Regions from separate parts of the Sus scrofa genome. Here all the other regions are linked to region 1. A link is a contact called in public Hi-C data. All regions are on one chromosome and are shown on one strand. Each heading gives the region's core, a stretch centred on a gene start, on an enhancer-like site or on the middle of the called end of the contact. The rest is flanking DNA. Distances are from core to core; before and after follow the strand shown. Region 1 holds the start of CMTM3 (CKLF-like MARVEL transmembrane domain-containing protein 3). Region 2 holds the start of CDH5 (cadherin 5, type 2 (vascular endothelium)). Region 3 holds the start of DYNC1LI2 (dynein cytoplasmic 1 light intermediate chain 2).

The links. Hi-C and Micro-C count contacts between places; a contact is called where the count stands out from the background.
Region 2: a contact with region 1 is called in a Hi-C map of embryonic fibroblasts, with 5 times the contacts expected there. The contact joins the promoter of CDH5 here to the promoter of CMTM3 in region 1. A contact is called at or near these places in 1 of 47 Hi-C or Micro-C datasets (embryonic fibroblasts) and 1 of 2 datasets of contacts at active chromatin or transcription factors (skeletal muscle).
Region 3: a Hi-C map of mesenteric adipose tissue shows a contact between it and region 1, with 2.1 times the contacts expected there. The contact joins the promoter of DYNC1LI2 here to the promoter of CMTM3 in region 1. A contact is called at or near these places in 2 of 5 promoter capture datasets (fetal liver and liver), 22 of 47 Hi-C or Micro-C datasets (alveolar macrophages, brain, embryonic fibroblasts and 12 more) and 2 of 2 datasets of contacts at active chromatin or transcription factors (alveolar macrophages and skeletal muscle).

Annotation. Positions count from the first base shown.
Region 1 is chr6:27,304,993-27,310,094 of Sscrofa11.1, reverse strand. It overlaps CMTM3 (CKLF-like MARVEL transmembrane domain-containing protein 3), which reads right to left and starts at 1,949. Exons shown (of 5, transcript XM_021094006.1): 1 at 1,679-1,949. The coding sequence starts at 1,831.
Region 2 is chr6:27,106,310-27,111,411 of Sscrofa11.1, reverse strand. It overlaps CDH5 (cadherin 5, type 2 (vascular endothelium)), which reads right to left and starts at 2,852. Exons shown (of 13, transcript NM_001001649.2): 1 at 2,751-2,852.
Region 3 is chr6:27,444,121-27,449,222 of Sscrofa11.1, reverse strand. It overlaps DYNC1LI2 (dynein cytoplasmic 1 light intermediate chain 2), which reads left to right and starts at 3,085. Exons shown (of 13, transcript NM_001243620.1): 1 at 3,085-3,210; 2 at 3,361-3,434. The coding sequence starts at 3,104.

The sequences.
Region 1 (5,102 bases), core at 700-3,199:
TGTCCCTTCTTTTTCTGTCCTTCCCCTCTCCCCAAAGCCTGATCCTGGCGATTCCCCAATTCCCCTCTCAATTCTGCTCCCTCATGTCCTGATTCATGCGGGAGCTTCCTCCTACTTCCTGTCCATATCAGCTCCCCACTTGCTTGGGTCTGGGGGCAGCCAGAGGTGACCAGAGGGAGGTAGCAGTGACTAGAGTGGCTCCACTGCATCTTCACTGCCCACCCCTCATCCTTCCTCCCTCCTCTTCATCCTCGCAGACATAGATTCTTGGGCCTCCTCTGTGCTCTGGCCAGCACCTCCTCCACCCATGAGGTGCGCTTGAGCAGGGTGTGGTTGTGGTCCCCTCCGTGGATGAGCGGATTCAAAGCTTCTCCCCGAGAGTGGCTCCCATCAGTCTCCAAGTGGATGGGGGTGGCCAACCAGGAGGAGACTCCCTGGTGTGTGAGCTGTGAGTCCTGGGCCCTGATGCCTCATCTGGGAGTTGGGCAGATGCTGGCCTGGAGACCTCTGGGCTGACCTCAGGGGCACAGGAGATGCTTGGACTGTCTCCTGCCATCTGCCCTGGGTGATAGAAAGGAGAGGTTGGAGCAGGATCCTCCTCCCTCTGGTCCCTGCCGCCCTGCTGCCCTTGTCCAAGCTGTCACCTGGCCCTCAAGTGACCCATGTCAAGTCCCCTGGACGCTTGGTCCTCAGCTTTCTTGTCTGTAAAGTGGGAGTAATGACAGGGATTTTCAAACTGCTGGAGATCTAAGCAACAAGTGTTTCTCCCTCCTCCCCTCCCCTCCGCTTGGCCTTTCTTCCCCTTCCTTCCCCCCCCCCCCCACAGGCCGACCGTGCTGGGGAATTTTCCGAGTGTCCGGAGGACAAAGGCCTGACGGGGCCTACCGGGGTGGGGGTTGCGGGAAGGAGGAAGGAGCTCAGTGGGGCGGGACTGCTGAATTCTAGCGAGGGAAGGGAGGAAGAGGAATGAAGTCACCCTGCTGGACCGCCCTTCTGCAGCCTGGGTGGGGTGGGCTCCCTGCGCGCCCCCCGCACGCCTGGGCCTCAGCCAAGCTCGGGGGTCCCCTCTCCCAAGCTGGCGGGACTCCACTCTGGCTTCCGTCCTGCAGCCCGAGGCACGGCCGGTCTTCCCAGTGCCCAAGAAAGCGGGCAACGGCGCGGAGGGCCAACTCTAGCCCTTGACTCCGGAGCTGCAGAGGGCTGATTCCTCCAGGGCCCTCCCGGGTCGTGGCGGGGGCGGTGGGCGTGGGAGCCCGCGACGGAGGCCAGAAGTTGCAGGGACATAGCCCGGCCCAGGGGCCCAGAGAGGGCGGAGGCGCCCAAGGGTCACACAGCTCCTGGCCGAGTTCCCAGCGGCCGGGCCACCTCGTCGGCGGGCCCCCTCCTCAGGCTTCCCTCTGGACCCCAACTTCGGGTTAAAGAATCGGGAAGCCCTGGGCGCGGGCCCCGCCTCGCCTCCAACCCGCGGCTGAGCTTCAGCGAGCCCGTCCCGAACTGGGGAAGTTTGCCCAACTCAGCCCAACTTCGGGGGGCTGCGAGGGGAGCCGGCCAGCCGGGGCTCCGGGACCGGGGGATGCAGACGGCGGCTACCGCCCGGAGCCTCACGCCGGCGGCTGCGGACCGGAGCGGCTGCTGGGGGCTCGGCGCCGCCAGGTGGGGCCAGGGGCGCTGCACTCACCGACTCCGCCAGCAGGAGGCGGCCTTTGAGCGAGCAGAGGAAGGCGGGCGCCGGCAGGAGGGCGCAGAGCCCGGAGACGGCCGTGCGGGGCGGGGAGCGGCTGGCGGGCCCGGGGTCCGGGTCGGGCTCTGGGTTTGGGTCTGGGGGCCACATGGCGTCGGCGGCCGGGACCGAGGTTCGGCCTCGCTCCCTCTCACCCGGCGCCCGGGAGGGAAGCGGAAACCCGGACTGTGCGGAAGCACAAGGCTAGGCTAGAAGGGCGCGGGGGCGCATCTCCCCGCCGCCCCGCCCCGCCCCGCCCCTCTTCCTGCCCCGTTCCCTCCCCCTTCTCCTCTCGGCCTCGTTCCCTCCTCCCCTCCTCCCTACTCCTGCCCCCTCCTCTCCTCCCTCTCCCCTTCCGTCGGTCTTCCTCCTCTTTGCTTCCTCTCCTCCCCTCGGACCCAGGCTGCCAGGGCTGCTTAGGACTGCGCTGGCCCGACTGGTGGCAGTGCTGGCTTGGAGCCTCCTCAGACCCCTGCGTTCCCCCCTCCACCCCTGTCCTGGCATCAGGAGACCTTCTTATTGCCGCCCCGGAACACCCAGTCAGAGCTCCCACCCATCCCTTCTTGCCCAGAAGATGGTCTGCACGCGCTGTCTCCCTCCAGTCATGCTTCCTGCCCATGCAGGAACCCAGAAACCTAGGCGTCCAAACTGAGAGACTCCTCTCCTGTCCTGTGGCTTTGACCCTGCTGTCAGCTCCCCGCCCCGCTCCCTCTCCCTTTGTCCCCTGGCCACCCCTCATGTGCTTGCCCAGCCCAGACCTCATTGTTGGCCACCGCAACCCTGGATTTGCGCGCACACATTCCCCTCGCCCCCACCCTCACCCCGCATCTTCATGGAGAGGACTCCAGACATACACCTCGGGGCCCAGCCGCTGCACAACCCACACATGCCTCCGGGGCGTTTGGGGTTAAGTGGATCCAATATCCAGGCCATAACATTCTCACTCTGCCTGATCCTCTGTGAAGGGCGCTGTCATCTGTCTTTCCACCCCAAGAGCCAGAGACCTGGGGATTGGCGTTGTTCTCCCACACACTCACCATCCACCAAGGCCTGCACTTCACTTCCCAAAGCTTTTCTGGATCTCTGTCCAGGTCTCACCTCCGCAGCCTCCAGTAGATCTGAAACCACTTCTGTCTCCTTCCTGGACTGTTGTGAGGGTGTGTTTAGGAGGCTTCTGTGCTTTCTCTCTTGGCAGCCAGAGGGATGCTTAAATCGTCAATCACAGTCATCTTCATTCTCCTCACCTTCAAAAACCTTGGGAACTTCCCGTTTTACTCAGAGACTTGGTATAGAGCCTAAAAACGCAGCCCCTTGCTATCCTCTTCTGTCTCTCATACCCATAGAGCTTTTTACCTCTTACATGCTCCCTCCTGCCACAGGGCCTTTGTACATGCAGAGCCCTCTACCTGGATTGCTTTTTCCACCTTTTTATCTGAATAATTCCTATTTTTCTGTGATCACACTGCAGTAGCACTTCCTCAGAGGAGACTTCCCTCACCTTTCTAGCCAGGTAAGAGGCACTCACTCACTCATTTATTTATTCATTCCACTGCAGTGCTAGAAGCCCAGGAAGCAGGGAAACCCCAGCTTTGGGGGGATGGATGTGGGTCGGTAAACACTAACCGCATCCAGAGAATCCTGAATAAGATCCTGGTGCTACGTCTGGCTGGTTCAGAATGCAATCATAAAGGCTGTGTGGAAGAAAGGACTGGGCTAAGGGCCAGGGGAGAAGATGGATCAGACAAGGGGTGGGGTCAGACTGTGGAGGACCAGGCCTTGGGGTTTGGATTTTACTCCTAATTCCCTGAGGGGAGACCAGGTGAAGATTAAAACAAAGGATGTCCTGGTTCTGATCTGTGTTAATTAAAGCACAGCTCAATATAAATAACTCAAAAATAAGAAGAACAAGCCAATTTAAAGAACGGGCCAAAGATTTGAACAAGCAATTCAGCAAAGATATGTGACCATACACGAAGCATGTGAAAAGGTGCTCCATATCATTGGACTCTAAGAATGTAAATTAAAGCCACAATGAGTTCATACTATACAGCCATCAAAATGACTTAGTAAAAAAGGATGCTGCTATTTAAGTGCTGCTGAGGATGTGGCGCAACTGGAACTTTCATGCACTGCCGATAAGGGTGGAAATTGTTATCACCACTTTGGAAGACAGTTTGGCTGTTTCTCAGAAAGTTAAACAGAGACCTACCATATGACCGAGCCATTTTGCCCCTCGCTATTTACCCAAGAGAAATGGAAATACGTGTCTCTACAAAGGCTTGTAGGTGGATGTTTATAACAGCCCTATTTTTAATAGTTCACACTGGAAACCACCTGTGGTCCATCAGCAGCTCAACAGGTAAAGGAGTAAACTAACTGGGGTAGCCCTGCAGTGGAGTACTTCAGCAATCAGAAGGAGTAAATCATTGACAAAGGCAACAAGGTGGATGCATTTTCCCGATATGCTGAAGAGAGTCAGACTTGAAGCTGTACATGCTGTATGAGTCCATTTGATGAAATTCTAGTACAAGTGAAACTAAGCTCTAGTGACAGAAATCAGATCGGTGGTTACCTGGGGCAGGAGGACACTTTCGAAAAAGGTTCTTTATTTTGACTAGGGTGGTGGTTATACAGGGACATATATTTGTCAAAACACATTAGACCATACACTTAAAATGGGTGCATGCTACTTCATGTAATTGATATCTCTTTTTACGGAAAGTGTTCTGAAAAAAAAAGCAAGTATAGGGACTGACTAGAGCGGCTGCCAGGACCCAGGGAGAGGGCAAGCAAAGCCGGGTGGGTGCCCTTGCGTGAAGTGACTGGATACCCGTGACCACTGGTGCATCCCACAGCCTGTCGTCGTAGCCTGTCCCAGTCCAGAACCTGTCACACAGGATGGCACCAAGAAATGTCTGCTGTGGAGTGACAGGGGGTGGCTTTTTTCCTTTCATGTATAGTTAAATACTATCGTGCTTATTTTGTTGGTTAAGTAATCCTGTCTTTGGCCATTAAGACCTCCTTCAGGAGTTCCCGTCGAGGCGCAGTGGTTAACGAATCCAACTAGGAACCATGACGTTACTGGTTCGCCCCCTGCCCTTGCTCAGTGGGTTAAGGATCCGGTGTTGCCGTGTGTGGTGTAGGTTGCAGACGCGGCTCGGATCCCGTGTTGCTGTAGCTCTGGCATTGGCCAGGGTGGGGGGCGGTGCGCTACAGCTCCGATTAGACTCCTAGCCTGGGAACCTCCATATGCCATGGGAGCGGCCCAAAGAAATAGCAAAAAGACAAAAAAAAAAAAAAAAAAAAAAAAAAACCTCCTTCAGATGGGCGCCTCTGTCCCCAACATGCCCCATTTTCATTTTTCCACTTCCTTATTTGCTGA
Region 2 (5,102 bases), core at 1,603-4,102, 200 kb after region 1:
GTGCTCTAGCTTCCTCATTTCTAACAGAGGATTGAATGAGATCATGGGTGCAGGCCCGGCAAGCAGTAGGTGCTTCGTAAATGTGTGGGCTTCTCAGCCATCACCTACCCACTCAGTCTGGCCTGGCAGCTGTGAGCTTCATGGGCTGCCTCATATCTGACTTCATTTCCTGGTTCTGCCCTGGGCCCACCTTCTGCTCCTGTCTGTCCTTCTCCAGAAGGAAATCTCCTTCACTGCCTGCCTGGCCCAGCCCTGGGGGCCCCACTTCCTGTTCCTCCCAATACCCGCACCTTCCAGAATCTAACCATTATACTGCAGCAGACAGTCTGGAATTTAGGGACCCTGAATGAGTTTAGGGTCCATCCATGTGGTCCATCCCCTGCCCTAGAGACATTCGAAGACTGAGGCTCAGAGAGCAGACCCAAGACCTCCCAGCATCCTCCAGGGCTCCCAGGCTTCTTCCAGGAAGTCTTTGGAAATTTCTCTACCCAGCAGCAACTGGATCTAGGTCAGGATGGGCTTGTCAGTATCTCTCCAGCCAGAAGCCAAGCTACTTGGGGCAGCACCTGTCTCCTAGAATACTCTTTTCCCAGGATCATCAGGCTCCTGGCTCATCCTGGGCCTGCTTCTATGGCTTGAACTGTCAGGTTCTATCCTTCCCAACTTCTTCGCTCTCCAGGAGGGGAGTGTGGCAGGGCAGTGGAGTTAGAAGGAACTGGCCTCACTCACATCCTGCTTTCACCTCATAGTAACTGTGTGACCTGAGACTGGCTGCTCAGCCTCGCTCAGCCTCTGTGGTCCTGCTGTCAAGACTCCAATTCTTTTAGCAGCTTCCGGGATGCCAAGGGGGTGCAGGGGGTAATGGAAGTAGCAGGGATGGATCCCCATGGGCAAGGGGCTCTAGGTTATTTCCCCCCCGAGCGAGTGTCCACTATGTCCATGGGCATCCCTGAGGCAGCAGCAGAGCCGTGAGTCATCCAGCTTTGGGAGAAAATAAGCGTGGCCCCTCTGGCTTCCTGCTCCCATGTCCGGCCCTTGTTCAGCAGCACAATCGCTCAGGTCCAGACTGCAGGGCAGGCAGTTTAACCCCTGCCAGGCCAAGGCCAGTAGGCGCCTTGCCTACCCCCTCAGCATGGGAAGCCAGAATTAGCAGAGCTGCCTGGGGGCACAGCAGCTCCTGGGCCCCTTGGTCACCTGCTGCCCTCCAGGCCGGGACCCACACGTGCTGGACTCAGGCCAGTCAGGAGGGTCCTGCTGCTCCCCATCGCCTGAAGATGAACCAGAGCTCTCAGTCCTGGGACTCACTCCTGGCCTTTAGCATCACTGGCCCTCCTGCCACTCCCTGCTCTAGAAACCTTCCAGCCACACTGGCCTCTGTGGGGCCAATGAGCTGCCCGGCTCCCTGCCTTCCCTAGAATGCCCATTGTTTCCTGTGAGGCTCCTGTCTGCCCACCACCCCTGGCAGAAAGGCCCAGGGTGTGGGGATGGGGGAACCAGTGTGGTGCTTGGCACCAAAGAGCTGACACATCCTCTCACCTGCTAAGGACTGACCAACTTCAGGGGTCAAACCCTTTATAACATTCAAGCCATGGTCAGCTCGGGTGGCCGGTGAATTCAGCTGTGATTTCTTAAAGCCCCCCCCTGCCCCCCGCGCCTCCCGTGAGCCATTCCCGACACGAGGTGTGTTCAGGCCTCCTTTAATTGACTCACACAAAGACCGTTTCTTCCAACTTGCGCACGAGGAGGCTGACACATGAGAAGCTATGTGTTCCGGGAAGGAGCCTGGGCTTTGGGGTCCAAGGTCTCGCTTCTCCACTGAGATGTGGGGAAAGGCCTTATCAAATTCATCGGTTTGCCAGTGACAGGAAACAGTGAGCTCCAGCGCCCCAGGGCCGTCTGTGAGCATCATTTTCAGCTCTTGCAATGAATTGCAAAAAGAACTGCCATCTCCATTGCTCAGACAAGCCAACCGAGTTTTGGAGACTTTGAGTAATCTTCCCAAGGTCTTACGGGAAGTGAACGGTAGAGCTGAGATTTATACTAGGATGGCCGTCTTCAAGCCAGGCTCGTACCCTAGACCGCCTGCCTTCAAGTCTTTAGGGGGAACTTCTTCAAAATATGAGGGCTCCTGGGTCCCTTCGGTTCCCATCTATAGGTACCAGGGTGTTGGAAGAGAAAGACCACAGCTCCCACAACTCGTGACTGGCCCCTACAGTGTCTGGGGCTGGGAGGGGACAGATTCCACTGGCAGATCCCCGGGGGCCCAGAGCCGAGCCTCAGCCTGCCCATACTGAAAATGGGGGCAGAGGTTGACGAGGAGGGGCCGGGGCTCTGAGCTCCCCTTGCGGGGCTCCTCTTGCCGTCCCGGCACAGAGCTTCAGGGTGGAGGGGATGACCTCAGCCTTGGTGAATCCTCTCTCACAGGGGAAGGGGCCCCGCAGGGGAGCCTAGGCCTGGGTGCCAGTCCTCTGTCCCTGGTGTGCTGGGCGACTCAGGCAGAATCCTGCCCTCCAAGCGTCTGTCCCCCGCCCCCACGGAAGCCCATGGGCCCTGGGGCCTGGGTGTCTACCCATGGGGGAGCTGAGCTCGCCCCTTCCCCAAGCGCGTCCCTCCGTGCCTGTGGCACCCTCGCTGGGCACACCTTCCCGGCCCTGCCCTGAGCCAGAAGCCCGGGCCGCCCCAGGAGCGGCTCTTCCCTGCGAACCCATGAGGACCATTCCCCGGGTGGGAAGCCGAGGCCCCTCACTCACCGTGCCGGGGGCCGAGATGTGTGTCCGTCTGTCTGGCTGTCTGCCGCCCGTCCGGGGCTGAGTGTGCCGGGGAGCTTGGCCCACAGCCTCTCGAGGGGAGCCCCGCCCGGCGGCGAGGGAGGCCTGGCCGCCGCCCCTTCAGGTTTTCCAGCTGGCCCTGGCCCACGTCCCCCCCGGGATGGTTTCCTGTTATTGTTCCTTTGTGAGGGCCGGGCTGGCTGCAGAGAGGCAGGCCTTCAGTGGGCCTCGCCCAGCCAGGCTGTCCCCATGGAGGCCGAGCCCTGGACCCGGCCCCTGACCCTCAGTTCGAACCCCAGCCCTAGGCCTCAGCTCTGGGGCTTTGAGTCCAGCACCTGCCAAGGGCCTTCATTCACCCTCCTTATAAGCCTGGGGACAGGTGCCATCACCCCCATTTTACAGCTCAGGACACTGAGACTCAGCAGGTGTCAGGCGCTTGTGTACTCATCTGGGGCACAGTAGAGCCAGAAATGCAGCCTGGGTCGCGAGGGCTCAGAGCCAGATTTTCCCAGGTGACCCTATGACTTGCTGGGGGGGAGGGGCAGACTTCTTAGGTGACAGGGAGCCCTCAGGGGCCTCTGTGGTGGGATGGGTGGGGGCTGGGAAACACACCGCAGCTCTCAGTTCTGGAAACTGCTTCACCTTCTTCCCAGTGGGGGTAGACGGGGCATGGGGCTGCTGAGTGGGTTTAGGAATATCAAGAAAAGTCAAGCGCCGTGACTCTACCTTGGACGTGACCGTGGGCCCGTCGTGCCCCTCCACCTCGCCTCGGTTTCTCTTCTGTAGAGTGGGGATACTCACAGCCTCAGCCTCAGCCTCATGTGGCTGCTGAGATAAACAGGAGTCCAAGAGGGGTGTGGAAGATCGCCACGGCGAAGGCAGGACCAGAGATGGTTAGAACCAAGAAGCTGGGGGCAGGAGGTGCTCAGATGCTCTTCATCATGAGAGTCCCAGAGAAGGTTTTACAAACTGCGGACACGGGAGCTCCACCCGAGTCCATCTGATTTGGAATCTTCCAGGCGTGTGGTGGGAAGCTTTGAATCGTTGGCCCCTATTTTTCCACGGATGAATGAATGGGAAGTCCCGCAGTGGTTCCCCCCCCCCTTTTTTTTTTTTTTTTTTTGCCTTTTCTAGGGCCACACCCGCAGCATATGGAAGTTCCCAGGCTAGAGGTCTAATCAGAGCGTAGCTATCGGCCTACACCACAGCCACGTGGGATCTGAGCCATGCCTGCGAACTACACCACATCTCACGGCAACGCCGGATCCTTGACCCACTGAGCGAGGCCAGGAATCGAACCCGCAACCTCATGGTTCCTAGTCAGATTGATCAACCACTGAGCCACGACAGGAACGCCAATGATTCCCTTACATAGCTGGACAAACAGAGACCGGAGAGGGGGCGGGCCTGGCCCGGGGCTACTTGGTATGTCAGTGGACACGAGTGTGGAGATGGGGATGGGGCAGAAGGGTATTTTGGGGGAGGGGGAGATGGAGATTTCCCTGTTTCAGGCATGTTGAGATTGAGGTGGCTCATAGACACCCGAGTGGCCAGGTCAGATTGGCAGCTGGGGACTCGGGTGGATACGGTTGGCTACACTTGGCCTAGAGCTGAGGTTTGGAAGCCTGAGCTTATGGCTGTCTCCCGAGGCCACCATGGAAGTGGGCGAGCTTATGGGGAAGGAGGCCTATAGGTTGCTTAAGATCGAGCCCGGGAGGAAGGAGTGTCGCCTGGGTCAGCCTGGGAAAGGGGAGGACTGAAGCTTGGGTTGGGAAGTCAGGGTCGTCGATGGCTGTGCCCAGAGCAAGTTAAAGGGAAAGGAGTGGAGACGAGGGGCTGGCGGAGGGGAGTGAGGAGTGAGCCCAGCTCCCTTTCCCAGCCTCACAGTGGGTGAAGCAGAGAAACGGAGGCTTTTTGGTTTTGTTTTAAGGCTGTGCCGGCACGTGTGTGTGCTTTGGGGGACCCTGGCAGCAGGGAAGCTGGGCGATGCTGGAGGGAGGACGGTCCAGTGGGGACCTCTGTGCGGGATGCAGCACATTCGGTCACTGTTTGTGGAATGAACAAACAAAGGCTCAGCGTTTCCTTCTCCAGCGCGATTAACTCTGCCTTCTCCTGCCAGGGGCTGGGGTGGCCACAGAGGAGCCAGGACCGGCCAGGGCTCTGTCCCTGGTGCCCCAGCCTGACTCCTCCTCACCCCCGCCTGTGTCACTGGCCTGCCCTCGTGCTCTGCGTGTCTGTGGCGTCGGGCCCGGCCCAGGCACCCCTTCCTGCTGGGTATTGGGCTCCGTGCTCAGGCAGACAGGGATGGGGTCTGTCCTGTCACCACCTGCCAGT
Region 3 (5,102 bases), core at 1,836-4,335, 140 kb before region 1:
GGGTGATAACTGATGGACAGTTCTTTATGCTAAAATGAAATGTACCTTTTGGAGCACCTTCTGCAGAACCATAAAAGTTGAATGGATCTCTGGCACATATCAGCCCTTGAGAGAATTAAAGGTAGGAGTCTATCAGAGTTCCTGCTGTGGCACAGCGGAAATGAATCCGACTTGTAACCATGAGGTTGTGGGTCCAATCCCTGGCCTCAATCAGTGGATTAAGGATCTGGCATTGCCATGAGCTGTGGTGTAGGTCGAAGATGCAGCTTGGATCTGGCGTTGCTGTGGTTGTGGTGTAGGCCAGCAGCTGCAGCCCTGATTAGACCCCTAGCCTGGGAATCTCCATAGGCTGCAGGTGCGGCCCTAAAAAGCAAAATAAAATAAAATAAAAGAGTCTATTACTTTCCCTTCTACATCCTTTATCCTTCATGCTGATGAACCCCCAACTCCTACTTCCTGCTTCAGCTGAACAGTGTCAGTTCCTCTTAGGAGCTTAGTCACTGACCACTGGACACCTTTTTGTTTATAAACTCTGTCCAGAAAGAAATGTGGCTTCACTGGCAGAGTAGAGGGATCAGCTTCTTTTCTAGGCCCAAAGACGTTTTATGGACCTTACATAAGATGCTTTTTGACATTCTACATGACCATCTCTTTGATTATAGTTGACATAGACTTAGGAATTAATTTATCTTGTTCTTACACATTTATTTTTAACACCACTACAGGACTTCTGTGGTCATTGTTATTTTCATCTTGTTAGATTTAGTCTGTACTCAGTTTTCATCCAGTATGTGAGGGCTTCTTTCCTGCTTCAGGTCATCCACAACTTGTATGTGTGTGCTGCTGCATTCTCATCTAAGACACTGATGGCACTCTAAATTGGCTGGGCCAGGGGAGGAGATGGGGGCAGGCTTCCTCTGGTTGTCCTTGCTCATTAGCCCATGCTGGGCCTGGTCTTTTTTCTTTTCTTTTCTTTTTTGCTGTTTACAACCACACCCTTGGCATATGGAGTTCCCCAGGCTAAAGATCTAATCAGAGCCACAGCTGCCAGCCACAGCCACACAGGATCCAAGCCGAGTCTGCAACCTACACCACTGCTCATGGCAATGCTGGATCCTTTACCCACTGATAGAGGCCAGGGATGGAACCTGCAACCTCATGGTTACTATGTCAGATTCGTTTCTGCTGCACCACCACAGGAACTCCTGGGCCTGGTCTTTAACAAGCCTCAGTATTATCATTCAGCCTATATTTCACTTTCTTGTTTATGCTGTCCATTGGCAAATGCCCTGTTGAAATCTGCATTTGCTATGTCTGCAGCATCCTCCTCTCTGGCATTCCTGCAAAAAAGAAACCATGTAAATCTGGTGCTATCTTTTCCATTTCAAACTGGTCACATTAGAGAATTTCACCTAGGGCAGACGAAGTTCGCTGGCCTGTAGTTTTCAACTCCATTTTATGTCCTGTGAAAATTAGGATACTTGCTTGCCTTTTTATGAGGTACACTGCTTGCTCTTCCTCGACTTCCAGGGGTATAGTTCTTGATAGGTTTGCATTCTCATTGTCTTGTTTTAACCTTACATTCAGGTTGGCAGATGATTATGCCTATTTGTTGGATCCGTTGAAATTCATGCTGCCAAAATTTTGGCAGAGCCAGGATCAGAATTCAACTCATCTGAAACCCACATACACAATTGTTTTTCTGCCATTCCCACTTCGTTGTGACATTTAGAAATGTAAAATGTTTCTGTTTCCACAAAGATACCAAGAGCCCTCAGATAGAAGCCACACCTAAAGTTAAGCTTGATAGGTGACATTTATTTTTTCTTTGCTTTTCTTCCATTACCCTCTTCCTTCCCTTCTCTCCCCGTCGCTACCCCCTTCACATGCCTTCCTTTTTCCTTCTTTCTTTTCCCCTTCCTTCCTTCCCTCTCTTTCAAAAGGAAATGGAAGCCTCCTATTTCTGGTTGGCTACCAGAAAATACAAATTAAAAAAAAAAAAACCAAACTGTCAGGGAGTTCCCATCGTGGTTCAGTGGTAACAAATCGGACTATTATCCATGAGGAAATGAGTTCAATCCCTGGCCTCTATCACTGGGTTAAGGATCCAGCATTGCCATGAGCTTCAGTGTAGGTGGGAGACACCGCTAGGATCTGCTTCGTTCCTGTAGCTGTGGCATAAGCCAGCAGCTGCAGTTCCGATCTGACTGCTATCCTGGGAACTTCCATATTCTGCATATGCGGCCCTAAAAAGACAATAATAAGTCAATCAATCAATCAATCAATAAAATAATCTGTTAAGTATCCACATTGCTGCAGCTGTGGCACAGCCAGTGCAGCCAAAAACAAAACCTGTTAACAAAGCAAACTAAGGTGTATTTAGTGGTAAAGATCACTACCTGATGGTCCTAATAGAGTCAAGGAAGACGGTGAAAAGTAGGATATTTGTGAGGATTTGAGGATCTCGTTTAAGGCCAGTCTTTCAATTCGGGGGTAGATTAGCATTTGGCAAAATTCATGATATAATAGGTTAAGACCGGTGAGTAAGACTGGAAGTGTCAGGATGCTATCAGAAGATAGCTAGAAAGCACTGGGTCCTTGGTCAGGTTTCTTCAGATTTCTGAGATTCGGATTCATCACTTGTAAGAATTAGATAAGATTCAGTGAGATACTGTGTGACCACACGGTAAAAGCCCGATAAACGGTGCTGTCATGTATCAGTTTCATTCCAAAGCCTGTCCCGTCTCTCCTCGACGGCGCAGCAGGAGTGGCCAGCGCGCGAGGAGCGGGGCGGGGTGCCGTTGTGCCCGTCGGCCAGCAGAGGCCACTAGCGCGCCCTCCGCCCGGGCGGCTCCCACTCGCGCCGCCGCTTCCGCGAGCAGGGCTGTCCCGGCGGCCGCCTGACCGTCGCCCACCTTCAGACACCGCAGTGGCCTCACGACCCTACGGGAGCCCGTGAACATCGAAGGCCCGGAGGAGGGCGGCGGGCGGCAAGGACCCCTTGGGGCGGGCGACGTGGGGCGCGGCGGGCGGCCCGGCCGGGGTCCTCGCGGGTCCTCGGCGGGCCCGGGGGAGGGCCCTCTTTGTGGCTGCAGTTGGCAAGATGGCGCCGGTGGGGGTGGAGAAGAAGCTGCTGCTGGGCCCCAACGGGCCCGCGGTGGCGGCCGCCGGTGACCTAACCAGTGAGGAGGAGGAGGGCCAGAGCCTATGGTGAGACTACGAGGCGGCCAGGCTGAGCCGGCCGGGCGAAGGGAGGGCGCGCCGGGCCCGGCCGGACCGTCGGACAGACTGACGGGCCGTCACTGGCCGGTCAGGTTCAGGCTGGCTGTGGGACCCACCTCTTTGCTGTTGTCCCCACAGGTCCTCGATCCTGAGTGAGGTGTCCACTCGCGCCAGGTCCAAGTTGCCGTCCGGCAAGAACATTCTCGTGTTCGGTGAGCGCCAGGGACGGGGCGTTGCCCGGGGAGCTGGGGTGGGCGAGGCGGACGCCCTCTCACCGAGCCTAGGCTTCCTCTCCCCTACGGCCTGCCTGCAGCCTGCCTCGCCCGGCAGGGCCTGGAAACCCTGGCTGCACAGCCGGAGAGTGGTTGAGTCCACCACGCCCGGAGTCGGGACGGTGCCCCTTTTTGAGAGCCCAGGGATGCTGGCAAGGGGTTGTGGGCACATTCCTTAGTCGCCGTAGTTTGGCTGCAGCATCAGCTCTGCTTTAGAACCCTGGTTCTCTGCTCTAATAGCCTCAAAGTTCACCATACTGGGCGTAGAGAGGGGAGTGAGTAGATTGGAAGGTTAGCGGAGGTGGAGGAACGAGGTAACTGGGGATCGGGTTCGGGGGAGATGCCACAAAAGCCGTTTTTGGATCTGGATGAGCATTGCACAGTGGGAGGGACGTTGCAAAGGACAGCAGGCTCTGGAATCCTCACCAGGGGCTTTACTTGCATTATTTCAGCCTTCACTGCTGGGCTAACTGGTTTAGGTTCCTCACCATCTCTGGTGTCGTTTCCTTGTACAAATGAGGAAGTTTGGCTGGGTTCCTTCCTATGGCAAACCCGTTTGTTTGTTGAGTGAGTCCTGTAGGTTGGTCACTGGGACAGCACAGACATCCCTCAGACACCACACAAGAATCTCCGTCTAATGAGACATGGGTGGATGTGTTGGTAGATGTGTGAGGTTGCTCGGCATGGGCAGGTTATTCTCTGAGCATCATACAGTCTAGTGCTTGCTGTTTGAAAGAAGGTACTTCTTGGAGTGAGGTGTTTTCAAGGATAAATGTCAACATGCAGTGGCCACAGAGGGTTCGTGTTTGCAGGAACACAGGTGACAAGAGCATAAGGGGATTGGAAGCTACCACAACCTCCTCGTGGAAGGTAACTGATGAAGTAAGTTGTGGGCAGATTGTGGAAAGCTGAAGGGTTGATACTTTTTCCTGAAGGCACCCAATTCTCAGGGGCTTTTCATTCACCTCCATCCCCTAATTCTCTTGGGAATCACTGCAAGGGTGGTTTTCCCACTGTCTTTGAGGGGAGCATATGATCTTCTTTAGTTGATGACCAACCACTGTAGTAGGTCTTAAGAAGTCTTCATGCACTGGAGAATCAAGGACACCAGGTCTGTGTTTTAGAAAGGGGACTCTGGCAGTAGAGTGGGAGGGAGGCTCAAAATGAGCAGGAACTAGAGTCGGGCTAAGTGCTTGCCATGTCCATGTTGGATGTGGAGGGCCTTAGGAAGGTGGTGGCATTGTGGGTGGAGAAGAGGACTTTGATCTGTGGAATGCCTTTCAGTTCTCATGTTCTGTAATTCCATATTATTAAATCCCAGGGGTGCCTAGCAGTGTTTATTGGTGGTGGCTCTTCCTGATGTCTGAGGTTTCTTGTGGGGGACGAAGGGGGGTTGTTAGCTGGGTGGAGGGGCATGAGGAGGCACTTGATAATTACTGAGATTGTGCTAAAGAGTTTGGCCTGGGTCTGTAATTATTTTCATCAGTTTCCTAGCCCTCAGGATGCTTACAAAAAAAAATATGCTAAAGTCAAAAGTGAATAACAGTTTCCATTCTTCATGATTATGAGGGAGGATCAGACTTTTTTTTTAGTTAAAGAGTTCCTGGG